Regions from separate parts of the Drosophila melanogaster genome. Here regions 1 and 2 are each linked to region 3. The links are chromatin contacts, called in public Hi-C and HiChIP or PLAC-seq maps. All regions are on one chromosome and are shown on one strand. Each heading gives the region's core, a stretch centred on a gene start, on an enhancer-like site or on the middle of the called end of the contact. The rest is flanking DNA. Distances are from core to core; before and after follow the strand shown.

Region 1 (4,271 bases), core at 1,325-3,824, 72 kb before region 3:
CAGTTCCTTGGGCAACTGGTAAACCTCCATGGAATCATCCAGAACGATGGCAAGGAGCAGGAACTCCCGCCAGGCCACAACCTCTGCTCCGAGAGCTCTGCGACCACTGACCTGGCCCGCCAAGTAACCAAGCGGCACTAGACGCCTCTCCCCAGTGGCCACGTGCAGCTGAAAAATCTCGTGTCCATGGAGCAGTAAAAGTAGATCCTCTTCCGGTTCGCGGAGCACAAAGAGTGGCTTCTCATGGCGCACCATCATGTCCACAAAGGGCAGACGGATTTCCGGGCCAGAGCTACTGCCATTCAACCCATTGCGACAGGAACTGGGCAGCAGCTGGGCAGCACTCGGATCTCCAGCGACTTCTGCTGCTGATAATTCACTTTGTACTTGGGCGATATAGCTATTTAACACTAACACACTAAATAATGCTGCACACACGCTTGGCGAAATCATTTCGCAAGGATTGCAGGGACTGTTGTATCTAGTGATACTAAACTACAATGATATATTCAATCCATTCACATGGCACATTACTTTTGGTGTGCCATTTCTCTTGTTCGTAACTGTAAACCAATTTATACTTCGTGAGAGAGCTCTAGTATAACTGTAAAATGAAAAGAAATACTGTGAGTGACGGAAAGCGCGCGAAAGACAAAAACTCATCGAACAGTTGTTGTTATTCCGTTACAGTGGAATAAACAGAGTTACTATATGTAGAGTGAAATATGTATATTTTTGTAGTTCCTGGTTTTCCGATTTGAGTTCTCAGCCTGAATGTAGGCAACGGAAAGTGCTTTCATTTGTGCGCTCAACGAGCATTTTTCCCATGTGTCGCATTAGTTTTCCCCGATTTTCTCGGCACTCGTCAGTCAATCCGCGTCTCTCCGTCCTGCTTTCTCCGCCTGCAGCAGTGACACCTTGGACTGGGAATTAAATTTTTCGTACGGGGTTGGGCAGTGGGGAATGGGGCATATAAGGCTGGGGATCTAAAAATAAGGCAGACAAACTTGGAGAGTGCCTTCGACGTTTCTGCTGAATCAATCAGCTTCGATCATTAGTCGAGGTCATTAAAGACATTAAACCTCGAGCCACCAAAAAAAAAAAGATAGAAAGGAAGAGAGCATTTAACACGGAAGAGGGAATCGCATAAAAATAAATTTATATGTACGTATGTATGCACATACATACATATGTATGTGAAATATTTTGGGGGCGGAATGGGCCTTACCAAGTCACCCATAAATCCGCAGCTTTAACCTAAAAGGTGGCCACATTTGTACTTGCAGTTAAATCGGATTTAAGGCACATATAAATATGTATTAATAGGTGTACAAGAGGAAAACGGTATTCATGTCATCGCCCTCGGGGTCAGGATTTGGGGGCATCCGTTGGGAACACCCGCTGAAATATTTACTTTGCCCAAAATCTGATTGATCGCAGCATTGACATGTTATGCAAACAACATTCCAGTGTAACGAATATACAATTGTAAAATAAATAAGAGCAAAACATACAATCGGATGTTAAATTGAGGTGAACTTAAAATTTTGTAGATCAAAATTGGCTTTTATGTTTTAAACTTTCAAAATGTAACTTTCCTGAATGCCCTTTTAAGTTTGTACCATTTCTAGTTGGCTTAGTGCATGGCTAATACCAGCTGTTGGTTTCAGCAGATGTGCTCACTGGTTGCGTGCTGCCGATTTGGTTCATTTCATTTCGGTTTTTGTTGTGTCCTGTTTCTGTTGACCATTTCGAGCAGTTGCCGTCGCGCTTTTCGTGACTAATTAGCAAATTCGCGACACCCGTTTTGGGAGCATTTTTTTCTGCGTTCGTTGTTTGGCGTTTGGCGTCACAGGCCAAAACCCAAGTCACCCCTCCCCCAACACACTAAACCATTAACCATTTCGGACTACCGCTTAACGGTTAACAGAAGCAGCTGATTGTCATGCCTGCGGCTCATCAGCGGGCTCATAACGGCGCTTTTGGAGTGGCGGTCTGTGATTTGAGTGCCTCCCCAATGGGATACTCTTCTGCCAGAGAGAGGACGAGAGTAAGAGCGAGAGAAAACTCTTTCTCCAGTAGCCAAAACTCCCCAAAAAGCGCTCCGCTTACGCACCACTCTCGCTCTCCTTTTTCTCTTCCTTTTCTCCTCGCGAGTGAGTCACGCAGCTAGAGCTAGAGCTGGAAAAACATCGATGCTCGTCGCCGTCGATGTTTTCGATGTTTTATGGCGAGAACATTGACTATCGAAAAATAAACGAAAAATATTACTCTTTCTGTTCTTTTTGTGTGCATTCGTATTCGTATTAATAAATATGAAAATTAAAACATACAAATATATTTTATTATTACTTATTTATTTTCATATATATACATACACACATTTAATACGGGTTATACAAAAACTTTCGATTAACTATTATCTACAAATTTATCTAAAAATATAAACTCATTTGCAATAAAGGATTCAATAACAAAATTCAACATCAAAGTTAACAAAAATGTTCTGCAACATCGATACTATCGATGTTACATCGTTAATTCTACCACCTCTAGTACTGGCGGCAAGATCGCTCATTGTGCAACTTTTGGCCGTGCTCCGCGGACGTGCGCGCATCGTCAGGTTCAGTCGCATCGCAGTCGCCGTCGCCGCCGCAGCCGTTGAATTTCCAAATTGTTTTCGAATTTCCCGATATCGATTGGAAACCGAATTCGTTTTTAAATTTACTTTACCTTTTTTTTTTTTTTAAATATACAGTTTTTTTTTTGTGAAAATGCCAAATTTGCCATGAGTGTTGAAAAATCGTAGAGATCGCTGCGTTTTCCCATTTGGGGAGAAGTTGGAGAAAAGAAAACTCAAGATGAAACTGTGGAAATCGAAGAAGCCCATTGGTGGCTGTGTGCCCGGAAAATCGGCCGCCCTAAAACAGGACCAACAGCAGCAACAACAACAGCAACAGGAGTCGCACAACAACTCCTTCAATGGACACCATCATCCGCCGACGGACACTGCCTTGGCGCCCATGTTATCCGGTAAGTGATGGGGCTTTCCCAATCTTCGAATTTTCCAATTTTCCCATTTCCCCCAACCCACTTCCTTCCACAGCAGATAGCCAGCCAAAAATCATCTAAAAGCGCCCAACATGTGCGCTCCCATTTTCCGCTTTTCCGCCTTTTCGACTTGCCGACTTTCCGTCTTTTCCCCGCCCGCTCAGGGTTATCGCATTTCCGCCCAAGGTGCTTGCGTTTGGCCCTCAAGTGCTTGACTTTAGATATAGATTTGTATACAAATATCCGACGGTGTGTTTGCATCTCTATATCCAAGTATCCAAGCATCCAAGTGCTGTTGAAAATATAGTTTTCGCTCAGTGTGTGCTTGTGGGCCAAGACAATGTTTGACATTTTCAATTGAAAGTAATTGCTCGCATTTCGTTTTCATTTTCCGATCGCTCGAAATTTGTCAATTGCAACGCCCCTTCCCTCAAAGAAATAAAGAAACCCCCCATGGAGCCGATGGAGCTGGGTGACCTGACCCTTGATTACCCAGCGATTGGTTTAATAGGATCAGCAGGCAGTTTGATGGATTACCCGGCCATCGAATGGCAATCGAATTGGATTGCCAAATCAGTGAAGTTCAACGGTTCGCTGCTATATTGCTCTATATATCATGACTAATTGGAGCTGATCAGATAAGCAGATGATCAGATGCATTTCCCATCAATTGAAGGAAGACCTAATTGAATGGATTGCGCAATCTCAAAGAGAAATACCGAGAATTTGGTGTACCTATAATAAATTAGCTTGGAAGAAAAGAGTATCAGTTTCGCCCACCTCCATGGCTACTGTTTCAACTTTGACCTATCATAAGTTGAGATCTAGATAGGACACCCCTTTTTGAGGATCTTAAAAGCCGTTCCGCGAACGCTGTTCTCTTTTTATTTTCAGCTTTTCCGTTGATCTTTCGCGGATTAATGATCTAAAAGTGCCGCCAGGATGGACGCGAGGAAAAAGGCGGCTGGGATTTATGCCAGTTAAGGCATTAGCGGCGTAAAATGATGGCCCAACTCCAATTGCAACTGCAGTTGAACTTTCCAATGAATGAAAAGGCCAGAAGAGAAGGAAACCAGATACCGATGTGCTATGGGTGAAGTAGAGAAGCGCAGGAGATACAAAAGTATCTGCATCTGTTCGTGTGCGCGGGCTTAAATTGCATTTGATGAATTTATGGCATGGCAAGCGTAATTAAGCATTTAATTAAATATTTCTGATGC
Region 2 (4,780 bases), core at 1,465-3,964, 95 kb before region 3:
GCCCAAACTGCTCAGCGATGGCGATGCTAACAAGCAGGAAACGGAGGGCGGTGATGAATCGCTACCGGCAGTGCTAACCACCGCCAGCAGCAGCGGCACCAAAAAGCTGGAAAAGATAGGCGAGCGTCGCGAACGCCATGGCAAATTACGTCATGCTCGTCGCCTTTATGAGAAGTCTGGAGAGGATGAGGTTGATCCGCCCAAGGAGGAGCCCGATGAGCTGCCGCAACCGGTGGAAGAGATCGAGAACGAGCATCTGGTGGCAAATAGGGCAGAGTCGCCGCGTCCTACGGTCGTCATACCAGCTAGTTTTGCCTGCAAATACGAGGGAGGCGTGACTGCCGCAGGCGGTGGCTCCGGTTCTGGAACTGGATCCGGATCGCTTGGATCCTCCTACTTGATCAACGAACATGGCATGCTGATGGCCCACGAATTTGCACCGAATGTGGCCAGTGCCGCCGCCACCGCAGCTGTGGCCGTTGCAGCAGCCGCCGCTGCAGTGGCAAATGCCTCAGCCGGAAACGGAAACGGTGGTCAGGATGTAAGTGGCAGTGGAACCGGTGCCGCCGCCGACTATCCCGACATCAAGCTGGAGGACTACGATGCCGCCGAACTGCGACTGACCAACGAGGAGCTGTCGCAGTGGCAGGACGTCATCAAGATGGACGACTACCTGGCTAAGGGGCGGCGTCCACAGTTCTGGGAAGAGCCATTCACCAAGCGCGTAAGGCAAATTTTAAGTTTTGTCAGCTATAAATGTTTAAAATATTGAATAGTAAATATTATAATTCATATTGGCCAGGCAGTTGAAATACTGACCAATTAAAACTAGCTAAAAAGTATACACTTCTTCTGTTTTCAAGTTTAGTTTTTGTTTTCTTTTTTGCTTCTGTCGTTTTTTTTTTTTACCTTGTTTTAACGCCAAACTACGAGTTAAGCAAGCTTCTATGAAAAGGGCAAATTAAGCTAATTGCTTAGGTGTGACGTCGTCAAATACCTAAAAACCTTGGCAATGTAATGATAATAATAATGGTCGAGAAATCGGAAATATTAAAATATTTTTGTTTTGGAATCTTTCAGGTGTTGGACGCCATTAAAAACAAAAGACTCGAGATGAAGAAGGCCGCCAGAATTCTGGGCGTCTCCTATGGCACTCTGTATGGGCGTTACCGCGAGGTCTATGGCTGCCTTAAGCATCCTTACAGGTGCGTTGAAGTGCTTCCAGTTACTGAATGTATGTAGATTTTAAATCACCGTCTTTATTACGATATAGTGGCACCGCCTTCCGGAACTCTGGATCCACCTCGACCAGTCAGATGGGAGTTCAGCCTCGCTTCGACTTGGGATTCCGCAACGGGGGCGTCCTTCCAGCTCAGCTGGGTAAGAAAGATCTACAAATGTGCTGACAAATAACCAACTTACTGGGGAATTAAGTCCAAACCAATCCCTACTTGCAGAGCTGGGCAAGCTGAAGAAGGATCTGAGCGAGCTATGGACACGTCCGCAGATTTGAGGACCAACCAATGCCACAACCATAACGAAACTGCAGAAAAGCCTCAAACGTCGCCACAGGCTGATCTAGGATTACAACAGAAGGATGAAAGACAGCTAGACGAGGCTAGTTTTGGATCCTGAGTAATGCTTTCCTGAATCCTGAATTCCCACATTAATGTGTTGTTCCCATCGGTGGGTCACAACTATAACTGATCTACACATTTAGGATCTTATTATTACATAATATATAATATAATATAAATACATGTCTATAAATACAACCACGTGGATTAGTTAATTGAAATACGCACGGACACGTGTGGTTTTAGTGGTAAATACATTTCTCTTGGTAGTGAAATTCAACACCATAAACTATGGAATCTAGTTAATCGATAAAATAACACGGAAGTGAAGTGAATTTTTTGATAAGCTAACGAAAAGGAACACAAACAATATGTATTACATACAAAAAATATATGTTTAAAACAAATAAAGTAATATCTATTAAAATATGTTCAAAACGATATCAAGTACTTCCTTTCTACGGCTCTTTGGATTCAAATTGTGGCGCCAATATAGTTGGTCACCTATACCTATTTACAGTCCGATTGAAGCCCGATACCGACGAACTGCTGCGAGCTAGAGGTGGGATGTTTTCGATGGGTTTAGAGCAAAAATTCGATACTATCGTTTTTCCTGAACGGCATTATTAACAATTTATATATTTAATGCTATAACTCAATATACAAGATATCAAAATTATTTCTTTCATTTCCTTCTAACAAGCCACGAAAAATATTAAAAATATTAAAAAACTAATTAGGGGATCAAGAATAACAGGAAAACTAAGAGATATTGACCAGGAAATCACAAAAATATTATTCTATCCATGCATTTCCTTGCAAAAAAAGTATGTCAGAATTGATCGTTTTAAGGAAAGCCCTGCGGTTACCTATTATACGTCCAGCCTACGCTCAGACTCTGTTGATGTGGCGTGAACACATAAAGGTTTAGGTACTACTTGTTTCATATTATAATAAAATAATAATATTATAATATATAATATAATGCTGTTATAAAGTATCTTTGATTTATGAATGGTTAGTTCAAATAGGTATAGAGTTACATCCCAGTTTTGTTATCTTTATACATCACCATCGTTACCGCCAAAGAACAATCGATAGATTGGTAAGAATTCGATACCTAGACGGTACTATCGATTCTTTTTCATCTCTACGGCGTGCGTCAGTGATGTTTCTTTCCTTTGATTTCTGATCCTTCTAAACGTAACTTCAAAATGCTATTGAAAGTAGTGAATATAAATGGCTTGCAGCACCTGTTCGCCTGCACTGAGGGGCAGCATGATGAAACCCTAACTATTCACGTTTTCCGTCCTCGCGAGAAGTGGACTTACTCCGAGACTTTGATGAAACGCGATTACCAGCAGCGTTTGAAAGTAAGTTTTCCGCATTTTCATGTGGTGAAATAGTGTGAGTGCAACACGTTTTTTCGACCAGACGCTCAACGCGCGTGTGAAGTTTCCCGAGGAATTGGTGCGCCAGGTCCTGCTCAACAAGGATCCATTGCATGTCGAACAGGATTACCAGCACCCATTGAACGTCCTGAAACTGAAGTATGCCATGGCGAATTTCAAAGTTTTCCTCAAGTGGGAATGGCACCTGAGACCCATGGATGCCGCACAGGTCAGTAACTGACTTTAGCAGAATCAGTTCCAAGAACTATAATAATTGGTGCCATTATTCCCAAAGTTGTATAGCCAAATGTTCTTGAACACAATGTCCACGGCTTTGGGACTACGGGTTCAGATACCCCTTCTGCTAGGGATTATCCATGCCAAGGACAAGGAGCTGAACCAGTATCGCACCGAGGGATGCCAGCTGCGCAAAGGTTAGTTAAGAGCAAGTTTGCAAATCGAAAGTTTTTGTCCATTCCATTCGCTTAGTAATCGCAAAACCTTATGCCTTCTTTAGTGACTGTGGAAACCAAGCCCTTTGATCTCGAGGCTTTTATGAATAAGCACAAGCAATTGCTGGACTGTTCCGCTGCCTACCAGAAGGCGCAGAGTACTTTTTTTGCTGATAAGCCATCGCCTAATTGGACATCGCTTTCTTCGCCATGGGCACGGGATGTCGCGCCCTATTCTTCGTCAAACGGCTACTTTGCTTCTTCGAAGGCATCAAGCCCAAAAGAAGCTCCTCGCATTAGGTGGGATTGGTACAATGTGTTCACATTTACCGATTAATAAGATATGTTTTCGCAATTGCAGGAAGCGCAAGGCTCTTGAAATCAATACCAATCATATGGAGCGCAAGGTAATGCAGCGCCGCTCCAATCCGCTTGTCGAGTACAAAAGCTCGCAGAGTTCCCAAGAGACAAACGTAAATTTAATCTTAAAAGTAGAGCTAGCGCCAATGGACACCAAGAATGATCTCACTGATGATGACGAAGAGTCATCCACATCTTCGGGGCTTTCCCAAGGATGGTCGGCCAAACTAACCAAATTTAATCCAACCGTCGGAAGTGGTGTATATGAACTTGCATCTCAGGAACAGTATGCTTCTTCTGAAGATGAGGATGCTTCTTCTAAAAATGGGGATACTTCTTCTAAATATGAGGATGCTTCTTCTAAAGATGAGGATGCTTCTTCCAAAGATGAGAATACTTCTTCTAAAGATGAGGATGCTCCGTCTAAAGATGAGGATACTTCTTCTAAAGATGAGGATGCTTCTTCTGAATATGAAGAGGTCACTAGGGAGGCATCGAACGCTTTCAATTTCGTCATAAAGAAGGTTGAATCTTTAAAAGAGTTTTACGATGCCCCAAGGGAACTCATCCAAGAACCCAAAGTCGGAAAGTCCGATCAGAATTGGGATTTAATTCTTCGAACTGTGCTGGAAGATATCAAAGCCGTACTGATTTACTCAACTGAACGCATCGAAAAAGCGATCCAGAGCTATATCAATAAGTTAGCGCAAAAATAATTTGGAAACGATCTCATTCTAAATGGTGCTACAAGCAAAACTTCACACTTAGTACATACGTTTTTTTTTTTTGTTTTTTTTTTTTTTTTTTAGATAAAAACAAGTCCTTAGTGATAAAAGGATAAAATACATGATTCCATTTGTTGATTAGGTATTCGTACCTAAGTCCATCGAACAGCAATCAAATGAAACAAAGAACTGTATAGTGTTGTAGATATTAAAAAGACGTCTTATCAAACACCCTCAGTACACGTACACAAACAAGTTGACAAACACAAATCCTC
Region 3 (4,862 bases), core at 1,898-4,397:
AGTACCTAATATGTTACTTTCCCATATTTGAGTGTATGCGAATCGTATGACTGGTGAATTTCAGAGCGTGTGCCGCCGTAAACCTCGTAACGAATGCCGACCAACGGCAGAAATCTAATTTCAAGCACCAGAGAGCAGGAAGAGCAGGTGGAGGAAGATGATGAGGTGGAGGAGAATGGGGAGGATAGTGAGGATGAGGAGAAGGAGTCTGCCTTTTCCACTTGGCTGGCTTAACGATTCGAACTGCTCTCGGGGTTTTGGGCCGGGTCCAGAGAGCACATCCAGAACGTTGAGACCCCACCAAGCGCTCACTTTGTTGTCTATTTGATGTCTTAATGCGAACCAGCTAGCGAACCACCCTCTGCTTACGATTTTCCCGCCCCGGCATACCGTTTTAATCAAATGGATTTTCTTTCTATTTCCCATCCAATTTTTCCCCCTGGCGGTACGAAAATAGACCTGCCGAATAAGCCCACCCACTTGAGAGTGGCGACAACAGGAGCGACGATTTATTAGGTTCTCTCACGTCTGATCTCTGCCGGTATTAGCCGGCTATATAGTATGTCAGGCATTATTCACGAAGGCATCGATGGCCTTATGTCATATACAACATTTCAGAAGCCCATATTTATGGCATCTCAAGTTGCCAGGATTTATATTCAACAATTTATTGAATCAATTTTATAAAGTTGACGTGATGCAATGAAAAGTTTTCTTGATTTTCTTGGCTTTTATCAATTTTTCTACTTGCACTTGTGCCTTTAGAACATCATATTAAATGACTAAGTAACTAACACTCGCAGTTTATAGAAACTATTTTATAGTTCGCCTGATTTTCCTATACACCAATAGCGGTCTCAGTTACTGGGAACGGTTGTGAAAAACTGATCTAGCCGAGGCACAAACCAGAAACATTTGACATTGAGAAATGAGTAAACGTTTTTATTTTACCTCTGTTAACCATTTCATTCCATTGACTAACTGATATGCATGCATACTCGATATTCAACTTGAAATTAAATATTCAACAATATCACCCCATCAGATGCATTTTTTTGTAATAAGGCAACTAAAAACTAACGGTAAGAAAAGATTGGCTTAAATAAACATTGAACTTTAATACACAAATAAATACAGGGGATTATGTAAAACAATACATATTGTAGTTTAGCCTAGCGCGACGCGGGGTCCCAGGAAGCGGAACCAAAGCGGGTGCAATCAGTCTTGTTCAAATAATTACGGAAATTTGTCGGGTATCCTCGAAAGCCAAAGAAAATAATTGTGCTACGTAAATTTGGAAAAGCAACTAGGGACTATAGCTGTTTAAATATCTGTCCGGTCTAGAAACGCATCCGCCTTGGTCCCGTCGCACGTTTACGCACTACTTCGTTGCCATTGGTTGCCTGTTGTCGTTTCCTCGGTGTACAGCTGCTGAAATTTGTGGTCTTCAAGGCTGTGGATATATCTACGGGGATCACTACCTCGCCAGTCTCCTCAGCCTGCTGCGGTGCTGGCTGCTCCTGCGGTGCTGGCTGCTCTTGCTCCACCACGGGTATGAAATCGGCATCCTCTTCTTTCTGAGTGTTCTCCTCTGTAAATAAAGTACGACGCACGCAGCGCCTCGCTGTTGGCGGCGTTGAATCCTCCTCGGTATCCTCCTCATCATCGGTGGTTGGATTACATCGGGCGCTGGCCCGTCGTGCAAAGGAAATGCTGCACAGTGGCGGAATCAGAGTGGATCGTTTGAGGCTTGTCAGACCCCGATCGTAGACAGCCAGGCAGATTTCAAAGCCGCTCACTTGACCGCCGGGCAGAAAGGTGCTCCGATAGCCCAAAGTAAGGTGGACCGCGCATGACTCGCCCATGTCCAGGCCGCCGTAGATATGTTCATTACGCTTGTTCAACAGGCCACACGCCTCCACATACTTCAGGGAGTTCAAATTGTAGCTCGATGGACGGGGCGGTGTGATCAGGGTTGAGGAAAACTTTTCATTTACCTCCTCGTCATCGCTCTCTGGACGCACATGCAGAGTGGTGCCTGTGCGCTCCTTCTCCTCGTAGATGCGACGACGTTCCGAGTCAAACGATCTGCCGAAGCGCGCCTTCAGCAGAAGTTCGTCGCCCCACTCAATTTGTGCTGCTTCCTCGAATCCCTCGTGCTTGTAGCGCATTGTCAACTGGTTTCTCAAAAATCCGGTGATTGCCTTGGCGCCACGCACATTTCGACTGTAGAAGCTGAGGATGCAGTCCTCCCCCAGGTCGCGGCGTATGGTCCCATCATCTACGCCATTGATGAACTCATGGATCACCTCCAAAGGCGTCTCCTCTGAAAATAAAGCAAGCGGATGAGATGCGATGCGATTCCTATTGATCAGCCCAATCGCATACAGCTGTTATCCGTTGGTTTGCCACTTACTATGTTCTTCTGGAGCGCTCATTTCCTTCAAGTATTTTCATGCGATTGCGCTTATAAAAAATAAATATAATTTACAATATATACAATTCGACTTGGACACTATGTTGTTGATACAACAATGTTTTGGTAATATGCCATATCGGCCAGTGTTGAAAGTGACGCTAGCTATCGGCTCGAGGGGTCAGGGGTCAGCGCCTACTTGTAATTCGGCTACTGTTGTCCCGATAAATCTTTACGTTAGTTGTACTTGTAAAAATCACATTACTTTAATCTGTTAAGTCTATTAATATTGTTTGATTTTTATTTAAACGTTAATTGTTAATACCATATATCGCATGCACACTTGAGGGGCGATAGTTGGCATTCCGCTGAGAACTGGTCACACCGCACAGCGGGCCAAGCTCTATAACCGATACTAGAGGTGGAGAAACATCGATGTTGGCGGACTCAATGTTTTCGATGTGTTTGGCGAAAAACATCGATCTTTGGCAGACTTAGTCGTTTACAACTTAAGAATTATTTTCTTCTTTAATATTGCTAACATAATATTGCTTTTCATACGTCGCCGGTCCAGTAAGTGCTCCCATAAAACAAAAATACTAATTAGTCCAATTCAATGGATAAGTAAGCCAGTATACATACGAGCACGTGCACGCTTACACGTTTATGGAAAATTAATTTTTACGTACAATTTATACACTTTTATCTCCGATGCGCAGTATCGATGGAAAACCATCGATGATTCCTCGAAACACATCGATGCTTGTGATTTTTCGAAAACATCGATGACATCGAGTTGGCATCGATGTTTCTCCACCTCTAACCGATACCTTCTATCATACATTGAAGACGGATTAGCACCGTCGACCACGAAAAAAGAACGCAAGGAAATCGTGCAAAATGTTCAAAAAGTACGTATGGCATGAGTTAGATGGGGACATCAGACTAACCATAGCAATTCGATCTGTGCAGATTCGAAGAGAAGGACAGCATTTCCAGCATTCAGCAGCTGAAGTCGTCTGTGCAGAAGGGCATACGTGCCAAGTTGCTGGAGGCCTATCCCAAGTTGGAGAGTCACATCGACCTGATCCTGCCCAAGAAGGACTCGTACCGCATCGCCAAGTGGTAGGATGGCTCAGTTCTTGCCACAGCACATAACTCCATTCATATTCCCGATCCCTACTCCTCCACCAGCCATGACCACATCGAACTGCTGCTAAACGGAGCCGGCGACCAGGTGTTCTTTCGCCACCGCGATGGCCCCTGGATGCCTACCCTGCGCCTCCTGCACAAGTTCCCCTACTTCGTGACCATGCAGCAAGTGGACAAAGGCGCCATCCGCTTCGTCCTGAGCGGAGCGAACGTCATGTGTCCCGGCCTCACATCGCCAGGCGCCTGTATGACGCCGGCCGACAAGGACACCGTGGTGGCCATCATGGCTGAGGGCAAGGAGCACGCCCTGGCCGTTGGACTCCTCACGTTATCCACACAGGAAATGTAAGTGTGCTTCTACCACTTCTTTAGTAGTTAATATCTAAGAATATTAATTTATATGCTTGCATTTAGTTTACTTAAATGTGTTTAAATGTTCGTCTTTGACATTGTTTTATAATACAAACGTAGTAGTTTGTTGCTAGGTTAAATATGGTAAAGCTTTGTAACTTTGAAATATTCTTGAGCTTGGAAAAATCAAATTGTGAAAGAATAATCATAAATGGACAATGTTACCAATTTGCTGAGCCGTGTGCATATTTTTTAAATTTGAATAAACCATGAACATCTTTCTTTTCTCTTGACTTTTCCACAGTCTGGCGAAGAACAAAGGCATCGGTATCGAGACGTACCACTTCCTCAACGACGGCCTGTGGAAGTCGAAGCCCGTGAAGTAGGCGAAATAGGAATCTGCACTTGCACTTTTTAGTCTTCTATGTCATGAGAGCAAAGAATGGTTTTTGATATACGCAACTGAGTCCTGATTATTATTTTTTTCTACTAATTTTACTCTGTCAGTTAAACTATTTAAAACATTGCGAAATATAATTAATGGCATTTCAAGCGAGCAGAGAGGGATTGAAAGAGAGAGTACTGAAAAAGAAAACCAACCACCTGTGGAGACCAGTGGTCCAGGTGAAAGGTGTCCAGTGGATCTAAATTTGAGCATTTTAATCGGATTCGGCAGGTATGACTGAACATTGAGTCTTCTGTTTGGCGGTCTTCATTCTGTTAGCTCTTATTTTAAGAGTGACTGAATAACTGTGACTCCTTTTGTTTATTGATTAGTCTAAAGAGCAACGAAACAAGGCCTGTAGCTTAAAGTTTGCCAGGGCTGCGAACAACTCATACAAACATTTCAAGGTTATAGTTGATATCCGGGCACTTGTGAATACACGAAAAGATTGTATACAAAAAAGAGCTTATAACTAAATGTACACAATTTATTATTTGT

The links. Hi-C and Micro-C count contacts between places; a contact is called where the count stands out from the background. HiChIP or PLAC-seq counts read pairs in DNA pulled down with a chosen protein or histone mark.
Region 1: a Hi-C map of the Kc167 cell line shows a contact between it and region 3, with 3 times the contacts expected there. The contact joins the promoter of Grip here to the promoter of rux in region 3. A contact is called at or near these places in 24 of 107 Hi-C or Micro-C datasets (the Clone 8 cell line, the Kc167 cell line, the OSC cell line and 10 more) and 1 of 6 datasets of contacts at active chromatin or transcription factors (the Kc167 cell line).
Region 2: a POLR2A S2P HiChIP or PLAC-seq map of the Kc167 cell line shows a contact between it and region 3, with 6 times the contacts expected there. The contact joins the promoter of CG12728 here to the promoter of rux in region 3. A contact is called at or near these places in 21 of 107 Hi-C or Micro-C datasets (the Kc167 cell line, the S2 cell line, brain and 9 more) and 2 of 6 datasets of contacts at active chromatin or transcription factors (both in the Kc167 cell line).

What each region holds. Positions count from the first base shown.
Region 1 is chrX:5,963,705-5,967,975 of dm6, forward strand. It overlaps Grip (Glutamate receptor interacting protein), which reads left to right and starts at 2,575. Exons shown (of 10, transcript NM_132057.3): 1 at 2,575-3,033. The coding sequence starts at 2,862. It overlaps fs(1)M3 (female sterile (1) M3), which reads right to left and starts at 543. Exons shown (of 7, transcript NM_132056.5): 1 at 1-543. The coding sequence starts at 453.
Region 2 is chrX:5,939,892-5,944,671 of dm6, forward strand. It overlaps CG12728, which reads left to right and starts at 2,715. Exons shown (of 5, transcript NM_001297989.1): 1 at 2,715-2,950; 2 at 3,012-3,197; 3 at 3,264-3,402; 4 at 3,486-3,720; 5 at 3,782-4,780. The coding sequence starts at 2,792. The coding sequence ends at 4,496. CG3726 reads left to right here. Exons shown (of 7, transcript NM_001297988.1): 4 at 1-724; 5 at 1,081-1,205; 6 at 1,274-1,380; 7 at 1,458-1,961. The coding sequence ends at 1,513.
Region 3 is chrX:6,034,653-6,039,514 of dm6, forward strand. rux (roughex) reads right to left here and starts at 3,148. Exons shown (of 3, transcript NM_001258611.1): 1 at 3,106-3,148; 2 at 2,417-2,466; 3 at 1,101-2,326. The coding sequence starts at 2,438. The coding sequence ends at 1,341. MCTS1 (Malignant T cell amplified sequence 1) reads left to right here and starts at 3,240. Exons shown (of 4, transcript NM_132060.4): 1 at 3,240-3,327; 2 at 3,389-3,541; 3 at 3,611-3,913; 4 at 4,224-4,862. The coding sequence starts at 3,317. The coding sequence ends at 4,305.